Regions from separate parts of the Mus musculus genome. Here regions 1 and 3 are each linked to region 2. The links are chromatin contacts, called in public promoter capture Hi-C maps. All regions are on one chromosome and are shown on one strand. Each heading gives the region's core, a stretch centred on a gene start, on an enhancer-like site or on the middle of the called end of the contact. The rest is flanking DNA. Distances are from core to core; before and after follow the strand shown. Region 1 holds the start of Arhgap31 (Rho GTPase activating protein 31). Region 2 holds the start of Popdc2 (popeye domain containing 2). Region 3 holds the start of Upk1b (uroplakin 1B).

Region 1 (2,814 bases), core at 57-2,556, 350 kb before region 2:
TTGTCTTGAAAGCCAGCCGCCGTGTCTTAACGTATGGCACTCCTTGTTTTACGAGAACGCACTTGTGGTATAAGCAGAGCTTCCTTCCCACAGGAGACGACAGAAATCCAGCTTTCTTACGGAGAAACATCTTAATTCTTTAGTGTTGGCTAAATTTTTTTTTAAACAATATGTTCCAAACAAAACACATCTGTAGGCCAAATTTGGTAGGCTGGCTATCAGGTTATGTCTGGACATAGAGAGAAGGTCAGAGTTCAAAGTTCATAAACTGCCATGATGGCTTTTAAGAGGAATCAGTAACTAAAATGCAACACATAATACTTTTGCCAGCTATATGAATGTACCTACCCTTCAAGCCTATATATGGATTTGAATGGATGCAGGAAGTTTAATCTAATCTTTGAGTTGTCAAGGCACAAGACTTTAAGTGTTCACTGTGTGCTGAGTACACACGAGTCAAGGAATTCCAACTAAAGCAGGAAAAACATGCCGGGGTGAAAACATACGCCTCAAGTTTTAAAACAACCTGGGAGACTGGCAAAATGTCAGCGCCCCTTAAATCTTGGTTTCTTTACTCAAATCTCTTGCAGTTAGTAAGATCGGGATGTGTGTGTGCGTGTGTGTGTGTGTGTGTGTGTGTGTGTGTGTGTGTGTGTGCCTGAACTTGAGTTTGTAACTAGAAATATAACTTCTTCCTGGGCAGTGGTTACAAAGCTGCACCTCTCTCTCGCCCGAGGGTATCCTAACCTCAGCGTGGGAGAGGAGACGTCTGGGCTTCAGGGACCGCAGACCCAGGCAAAGAGAGATGGGAGTGGCCAACGTAAAGGCTTTGCCGGTCAGGTTTCTGGAATCCCAGTCTTTGTTACTGTCACTACACTTAAGTGTCGACGGAGGAGAAAGGCAGGCACTGAAATAGAAAGTGTCAGGACTGGGATGACAAGGAGAGCAATTCCATGAGCACCCATCCCGAGCCCTCCCTGCAGAGTCCGGCGCCGCCTCCTGCGCTGTGCAAAGAGCCTGACTGGCGGCAGGAAGCGGGCGGGCGGCCGCGGCTCCTCGCGAGGCCGATTTCCTCCGGGACGGCCCTGGGCGATACTCTGGACTAGCAGAGCCACTTCGGGAGAGCGCGATCTCTCCCCCAGCCCGCGCAGCTCAACCCACCCACTTACTTCCTTCGACTGCACTCACAAACACACACACACACACACACACACACACACAGCTGCCAAAAATTTCCAACCTCCGCCCCCCTCCGGAGCTGACTTCCTTCCAGCGCTTCCTGAGCTGGACGATCCTGGGATTTGTAAGACAGGAAAAAAGGGACGGCGCAAGGGCGGGCAAGGGGACGTGATGCTGGCTGTTCGCGGTCCTCCAGCGCTCTGAAGGCAGAGCGCGGGCCTAGGGCGGAGCACACTCAGCCCCGGGGCGGTCCCCTAACCGCCGCGCCCCGGCCCCGGCTCCTCGCAAGGCTCAGCCGAGAAGCGCGGGGAGACGCCGCCGGAGCCCGAGTAGGGAGGTGACACCCGCCCGGGGCGGTGCACGGCCCAATCTGCGCGCCCATGCGGACCCGCGGCGCCGCTCTGCCCTGGTGACCCGACCCCGAAACCCTCATCAGCGGTGCGGAGCAGAGAGCGCAGACGGAGGGGCAGCCTCTGTGGGGCTAACTCATGAAGAACAAGGGTGCCAAGCAGAAGCTGAAACGAAAGGGAGCCGCCAGTGCGTTTGGATGTGACCTGACGGAGTATCTGGAAAGTTCGGGACAGGATGGTAATGTACCCCCCCCCCTTTTTTTTTTTTGTTTAAGAGCGATGGATTTCTCTTGGGGTGTGCTGGATGCAGTTCACAAGTTAATGTGTTCCAGGCTCGTGCGCTCACTGTACTTTAATAGGAAAAAAAAAAAAAAAAAAAAAAGACAGTTCTTAACCACATCGCCTCCACCCCACAGTGCAGGAGCTGGGTCTGTCCATCCGACGTGTCACAGGAGCGGTGGATGAGCAGTGGTGTAGCTGTGGCGTTTACTGGCCATTTCTGAGGCTGAAGCCCCGGGAGGGAGGCTCGGGTCTTAAACTTTGGGTATTGAAAGGGAAAGATGAGGGGGTGACTGACGTGTGGTGAATCTCTCTGGATGTATCATTGTGATCATCTTAAATGTGCCTCCTGTACTGGAAGGTTTCACCGGCTCACATCCTTTTTTATTAATGTGGTAGGAGGCAGTGTGCTGGGGGTGGGGCGGGGAATCCTGGCTGGGGGAGTGCTTGCACAAACATTTTCTGTATTTCTGAGTTGATGCCAAATATACAGTACCTCCCCCGACCCCCCCCCCACCTCACCACCACCACCCTTTACCTCCTCCTGCCTTTTCAGAGGGGCCTTTGGTGTGTCCTGCGAGCAGTGTGTCGTAAGAAGGTCAGAGGGCCTCAGCTTTAAAAGAGTTTAGGATATAGAAGAGCGTCTCTGGTTTTTTTTTTTTTAAGTCAGCTTGGAAAAAGAAAAAGAGGAGCCAGTGGAAACAGTTTAAACATTTGGTGGGTGGGGAAAAATGAAAACAAACTATACTGGGATAACACCGTCTTGGAGGGTAAAAGTTTTTAATATAGCAAAGGTGGGGGAATGGGGCATGAAATGACTCCTTTTGTAAAGTTGACTGGTTCTGGACTTTAAAAAAAAAGGCTTCTTTGGAAACTTCAGAGAAAGAGAAAAGAGCCCACTACACATATCTCATATCTATCATTATACATAGATAAATACAACAAAAGAACACTTAGGGCCATGTAACTGCTCAGAATAATTCTGCCTCAGGAAAACTCTCCCTGA
Region 2 (2,820 bases), core at 247-2,746:
CACTCCAGAGCTTATATAGGATATCTCAACTACAACAAGGCGTCTCCTTAATGCCCCAGCAGAGCACAGGGGTCGCTGGAAACCTCCTGGGTTTTGTTATTTGTTTGTTTTATTTCCTGCACATAGTGGGTGCTTCACAAATGTTAAATGCATATGGAAGGAACAAATTGATCTTACTGAAATGGTCATTTTTCTAATGCTCACAGAGGTTCTACACTTTAGGCATCCCACATTGGTGTGTGTGTGTGTGTGTATCCATTTTGGGTCTGTCTGGCCTTATCAGCCCTTCCGGTGACAAGTAAATACAGTCACCTTGGATAGCGGAGAAATTGCCTCATGATCTAGCTTCCTCTTGGAAAGTGTCAAGAAAAAGGAAGCAAACTCACTCCTATGGAAAAAAGTCTTTCTGGGTTTGACTTTCCACATCCGTCCCTTGATGAAAGGGGACACAAAATGGAAAGGGACACTAGGGAACAGGAAGTGTAGGTGGGGGGTGGGAGGCGGGGAATTCCAGGCATGGACAACACAGACAGCTTACCGGCCTGAGAGGAGCAGGGACAGGCGATTGATGGGGGTCTCCCCCTCCACAGCGTAGGTCTGCTCTGTGGCCAGCGTCAAGACCTGCTCATGGCAGCAGTGGACAATCTCCTTGTAGACCTGCAGGGGCACCTGCAGGGGCAGGCACAGTGTCCTGTAGAGGAGATTGAATTCCTCCGGGAGGGTATTCACCCGGACACGATAGACCAGCTGTGCCAGCTGAAGCAGGCAAGCCACTGTCAGGAGGACGTTCCAAAGGACGATGTCTAGTCCACAAGCATCAAACCAGCCCCACAGCACGCAGCAGAGGTAGCCTGGGCCCAGGATGCCGAAAAGATAGAAGCATCCATACACTCCACTGCCTGCCATAAAGCCCATAAGCAAGAAACAGTTGGCCAGGTGATAGACAGCTCCTTCTACATCCGGTTTCCAGCTCCTGCACACGGGCGGCTGCCAGAGGAGCTGAGCCACCGAGCTGCCATTGGCACTCATCTTTGGGGCCCTCGAGGCCTTTGCAGGCTCCAAAACGGTCTCCACAAAGGAAACTGAGGGGAAAATCAGTCAGTTTGTCCTCCCAGGTGGCTTCTCACTACCAATGCAACCTTGCTGGCAGGAATGCTTCCGGTGGCTCTGAGAAAGAACGCAGGAGCATAGTACACTTCATGGAAGCTTGAAAGCCTAAGTTTGTTGTTTGGGATTTTTCTTTTCCTCGTTCCTCTCTTTCTCTCTCTCTCAGCGAAGCTCTTGTCCCTCCCGCAGTGCTCTGGTAAACCTCTTTGGCTCCGGCTTTCTTAGGCTGGTCTTCATATTTAGTCCTTAGCAAACAGCATACATTGTCCTGAGAGGAAGTAGGAACTCGACACCATGAACTTCAGCAACACGGGACGAAGCAGCCACATTCTGCTCTCTGTCGTTCCCAGGCAGAACGCGGAGTGGAGAGCCAGCAGGGGAAGCACACTTGTGTTCCATTTGGAATGCATGATCTCTTGGCGCCGGAAGAAAGGGTGACCCCAGAGGGATACCATGTTTGGAATTGGAATCCAGGAGGTGCTGGCAGTGAAAGAAAACAGGCCAGGCTGGCAGGGCACTTAGCATACCTCCAGAGGACAAGATAAGACCCAGGGTCAACAGAGGCAGGCAGGGAGGGTCAAAGGGAAAGCAAGCAGGGAATTGAGGTCCATGGAGTGGACGGGACACAGCGCTGATGTCCTGTCTGGAGGATTTGGGGATTTATGGGAGGTAGGAAGGCCATTGAGAGCGGGAATACCTGGGACTACTAACAGAAACAGTACTGGCAGGGAGAACAGAAAAGCCCCGTGAAAGGTTTAAGACACTCAGCAAACATCACTGTGCTGTAATTTGACTTTCGATCAACAAAAGCAGCTGTGTAAAGCAGCCCCCCTCAGCTCTAAGTTGACACTCCTCTGCAAATATCTGCCCAGAGTAATAGTAACACAGGACGTAAGTCACTATCCCATCTACACACCAATAACCTCAAGTTAGAATGACTGCCTAAGAAATAAATACTCCTTTGGCACTCCACCTTCACTGAGCAGTGTATATACACATTCCTATTCTCCTAGAGTTGAGGAAAATGGAGCCTCCAAGAAGTAACGTGTTCCAACACGGAGTAGGCAGCAAAGCCAGGATTTGAACCTGAGACGGTCAAACGAAATACTCCTGTTTTAAGTGGGTTCACAGTAAGCAGAAACGCTGAACTAGACCCATGACTCCGCAATCCTAAGATGTCTGATGACTTTCAAGGAACATCTAAATGAACGTGGAGGATCAACTCTGGACGGCCAGGAAGTAAATGTGGACTGTGCAAACATGAAAGCCAAGAGACCTGACTTGCTGGCTTCTGGAGGACTTGCTGAGTCTCCATCCCTGCTCTTGGGGGTCGGGAGCATCTTCGCCCTGTTGTTCCAAGGCTTTAGGCTAGTGCTCAGCTGCCTAGAACTATCCAAATCCTAACTCCATGGAGACTCACTGACCTGAATAACACTAAGGAGAAATCAGAAGCTAAAGCTTCCATCTCAACACTCAAGTGTACACCGTCACCTGAGTGTCACTTTATAAGGGAGAGACTACAAACAACAATGGCAACTCGATGCCTGCAACAAGTTATCAAATTAAGTTCAAAGAACGGTGTGACCCAGGAAGAAGGGTGACATGGGCAGAGCTGAGGGGTGAGGTGGAAGGGAGAGCAGACTCTCTCATGGCGAGAGGAGAAGCATAGTTACAGAAGTCAGAAAGTTCTTGCCATGCTAAAGAAAGACATTT
Region 3 (2,700 bases), core at 114-2,613, 440 kb before region 2:
AACCTTACCACCCAAATGGCTTCCTCTTAACATTTGCTGAAAGTTCTTCCTAAAGCTGAAATTCATATCTATTTTTAGAAAAAAAAAATAAAGTTGTATCGACTCAGACAGAATACTTGGTAAGCAGAGCTGTTTTGTTACGTTGTAATTTGCTGCTTTTCGTCTTTAGCTTCTAGAATTGGTCCTGAGGCAACGTGAACTTTCACAAACATTTGTTGAGTAAATGGCCAAACTTATTTTCCTGGAACTGTTTTTATGTGGCTTCGTTTCTAACCATTGTGTAGAATTTTATTGGATGAATTGCCCTGGTCATCCAAGCGGACTCTGGAACACTGAGGGGGAAGAAGGCATGGAGAGGGACATAGGCATCTCACACTGTCCCCTTTCAAACATTGACTGAGTCCCATCGTCAGTCTTGCTCAGGAACTGGACAGCTATGGACATCTGTTCCTCACGGTACCCTCACCTAAAGACATAGGTCACAGAGGCAGCCAGTGCAGAGCTCAGACAGGCCATTCTCTTCAAAGCTGTCAGTGCGTAGCCGAGGCTGTCCCACCTACATCCTGCTCGTGTTTCTATGGTCACGGATCTCAGGGTACTTGCTAATGAGCGCACTGCATGCTAACTCTGTCTCCTGAGTAAGAAGAGCCTTTGGGGAGATAGCACTAATCTATGAGGAGTTCCCAATCTATTGATTAAAGTGCTCAGACCTTTCTAATATTGCTGCCTTTACTACCCCTCAACACCAGACTAAACTAACCATGTGTTGCTATTTTCCCATTAAAAGCAATATTCTTCACGCTGTGTTTACGTGGCTCAGTGGTCCTGAAGGAAGGGACAGAGACAGGAAGGACCTAGTTAGACATAAAAGCATTACTTGATCCTGTCTCTTCATTTGCATTTCTCCATCTGTGTTTCCAACTTTCTTCTCCTTTAGTAGTTGCTGAGATACTCACCTAATGAATATTAGTGACCCCTCGAATATAGCCTGTGGTGTGGTTACAGAAACTCGCCCTGGCCCTGACCCTGCGCAAGTAGAGGAGGGAGCATGAGCTGGTTTCTTTAATAAGCAAAGTCTTAGTGATCCGATCAAGCTAAGGAACAACAGCTAAACACACACACACACACACACACACACACACACACACACACACACACACACACACACACACACACTCAGAGATGTACATTCCAAAGCAGCAGAGATCTGCCCACAGTGCTTCCTGCTCAGCCAGGCAGGTTCAGGCAGCATCAGGCGCGGCCCATGTGAGATGCCTCCTCCCACTCACAGACCACCCTTCCCCGGACCGGAGCGTCAGAGGATACAGTGGGGTAGAAAAGCATCTCAGGCTGGTGCCTGCTGCAGAGTGAGTCTGTGCAGCACCGGAGAAGAAGGCAGAGGAGACCAGGCAGCCGGTGTGAGTACAGAGACTTCTCAGAGCAGCCCACTGGCTCTCTATTCTCCTGCGAGTACGGACAAACAGGGGCTATACACTGTAACTAACATTAGAATCTGTCTCTTTTGTAATTTTGAGATCTTATAACTCTTCTGGAAAATGTTCTTTGGCTAATTATCTGTCCCTTTGCCTGACAACGGTTCCTGTTTTTGTCAGAAATCATTTGATCTGACAAGCCTTCCTTTAAAAGGATCTGTGGGTCAGTTTCTTCACAGGTCTTTTCTGCAAACAGGTCTGTGTAATCAGTATGTGGGCTAGAGTAAGTTAACAAATTAGTTTTATCTAATCAAGGCTACTTTTACAAGACCGATCTTTACTGTTCACTAATGAGTTGATCCATCAGGAGCTGCAGGTTATAAATATGTTTATTCTTATCTTTTTACACAAATTGTTTCGAGTAACACCAGTATTATTGGATATTTGTACTTTTATAATTATGGTTACAAGCCTAAATTTTCATTTCTCAGTAGCTTTAGGCATTTTTAAGGACATTGATGGTTTTTTTAAATTAATTTTAAGGTCTTTATAAAAGTCAAGGCGATGCTTATAGACCATTTCTTGCTGAGCAAAACTGATAAACACAGCAGGAAAAAAGGCAATACACTTCGTGCCTGTGCGTTATTTTCTTTATATAGCTAATACAGATGCTGTGATTTTTCTAGTTCCATGAGGAAGTAGCTCTTCTCTTGATAAATCTTCCCAATGAGTGTAAAACTGCTCTTGTGTTTTGCTGGTTTGCTTTCTCTTATACTAGGCTTAAAAAAAAAAAACTTTCCTGTATTTTCTTTTAACTACCCAAAGGGACTTGTATAAACATTTAGATTGCAAGGGAAGTTAGGCAAGAGGAGTAAACAAAACTTCAAATTTTCTTTTTCTCACTCTTGCGTACATTCCGAACCAGTGTGGATCCGTCCAGCATCTGCTGGACCCTCCTCTGCAATCTGGGCTTGATGGCTCTGCAGGCTGCCCACAGCCTGATGAGCCACTGATGCCTATCTAGGACAGAGCCCACATGGAAGGGGAAGGCCCCTGTTTGTCCTTCTCTTCCATTCCCTCTCCCCTACTCCCTCCCTTCTGTTTTCTTAATCCAAATTTCTCTAGTGTGGGTGAGTTTGAGGTGTGGTTTGTATATTCTTTCATGCAAGAAATCTGAGCAAGGAAAAGAGGTACTGAACTCAAAAATGCAATCGCATGACTGGTAGGTGAGCCTCACCTCTCTTCTGCTTTGAACACTGGTTTGATT

What was found. Capture Hi-C pulls out chosen DNA fragments and counts their contacts.
Region 1: a promoter capture Hi-C map of adipose tissue shows a contact between it and region 2. The contact joins the promoter of Arhgap31 here to the promoter of Popdc2 in region 2. A contact is called at or near these places in 2 of 39 promoter capture datasets (cranial neural crest and pre-B cells), 2 of 484 Hi-C or Micro-C datasets (bone marrow-derived macrophages and conventional dendritic cells), 1 of 115 datasets of contacts at active chromatin or transcription factors (bone marrow-derived dendritic cells) and 2 of 9 other capture datasets (adipose tissue and liver).
Region 3: a contact with region 2 is called in a promoter capture Hi-C map of adipose tissue. The contact joins the promoter of Upk1b here to the promoter of Popdc2 in region 2.

The regions. Positions count from the first base shown.
Region 1 is chr16:38,711,527-38,714,340 of GRCm38.p6, reverse strand. Arhgap31 (Rho GTPase activating protein 31) reads left to right here and starts at 1,306. Exons shown (of 12, transcript NM_020260.2): 1 at 1,306-1,767. The coding sequence starts at 1,668.
Region 2 is chr16:38,360,866-38,363,685 of GRCm38.p6, reverse strand. It overlaps Popdc2 (popeye domain containing 2), which reads right to left and starts at 1,496. Exons shown (of 4, transcript NM_001081984.2): 1 at 539-1,496. The coding sequence starts at 1,029.
Region 3 is chr16:38,798,866-38,801,565 of GRCm38.p6, reverse strand. It overlaps Upk1b (uroplakin 1B), which reads left to right and starts at 1,363. Exons shown (of 8, transcript NM_178924.4): 1 at 1,363-1,418.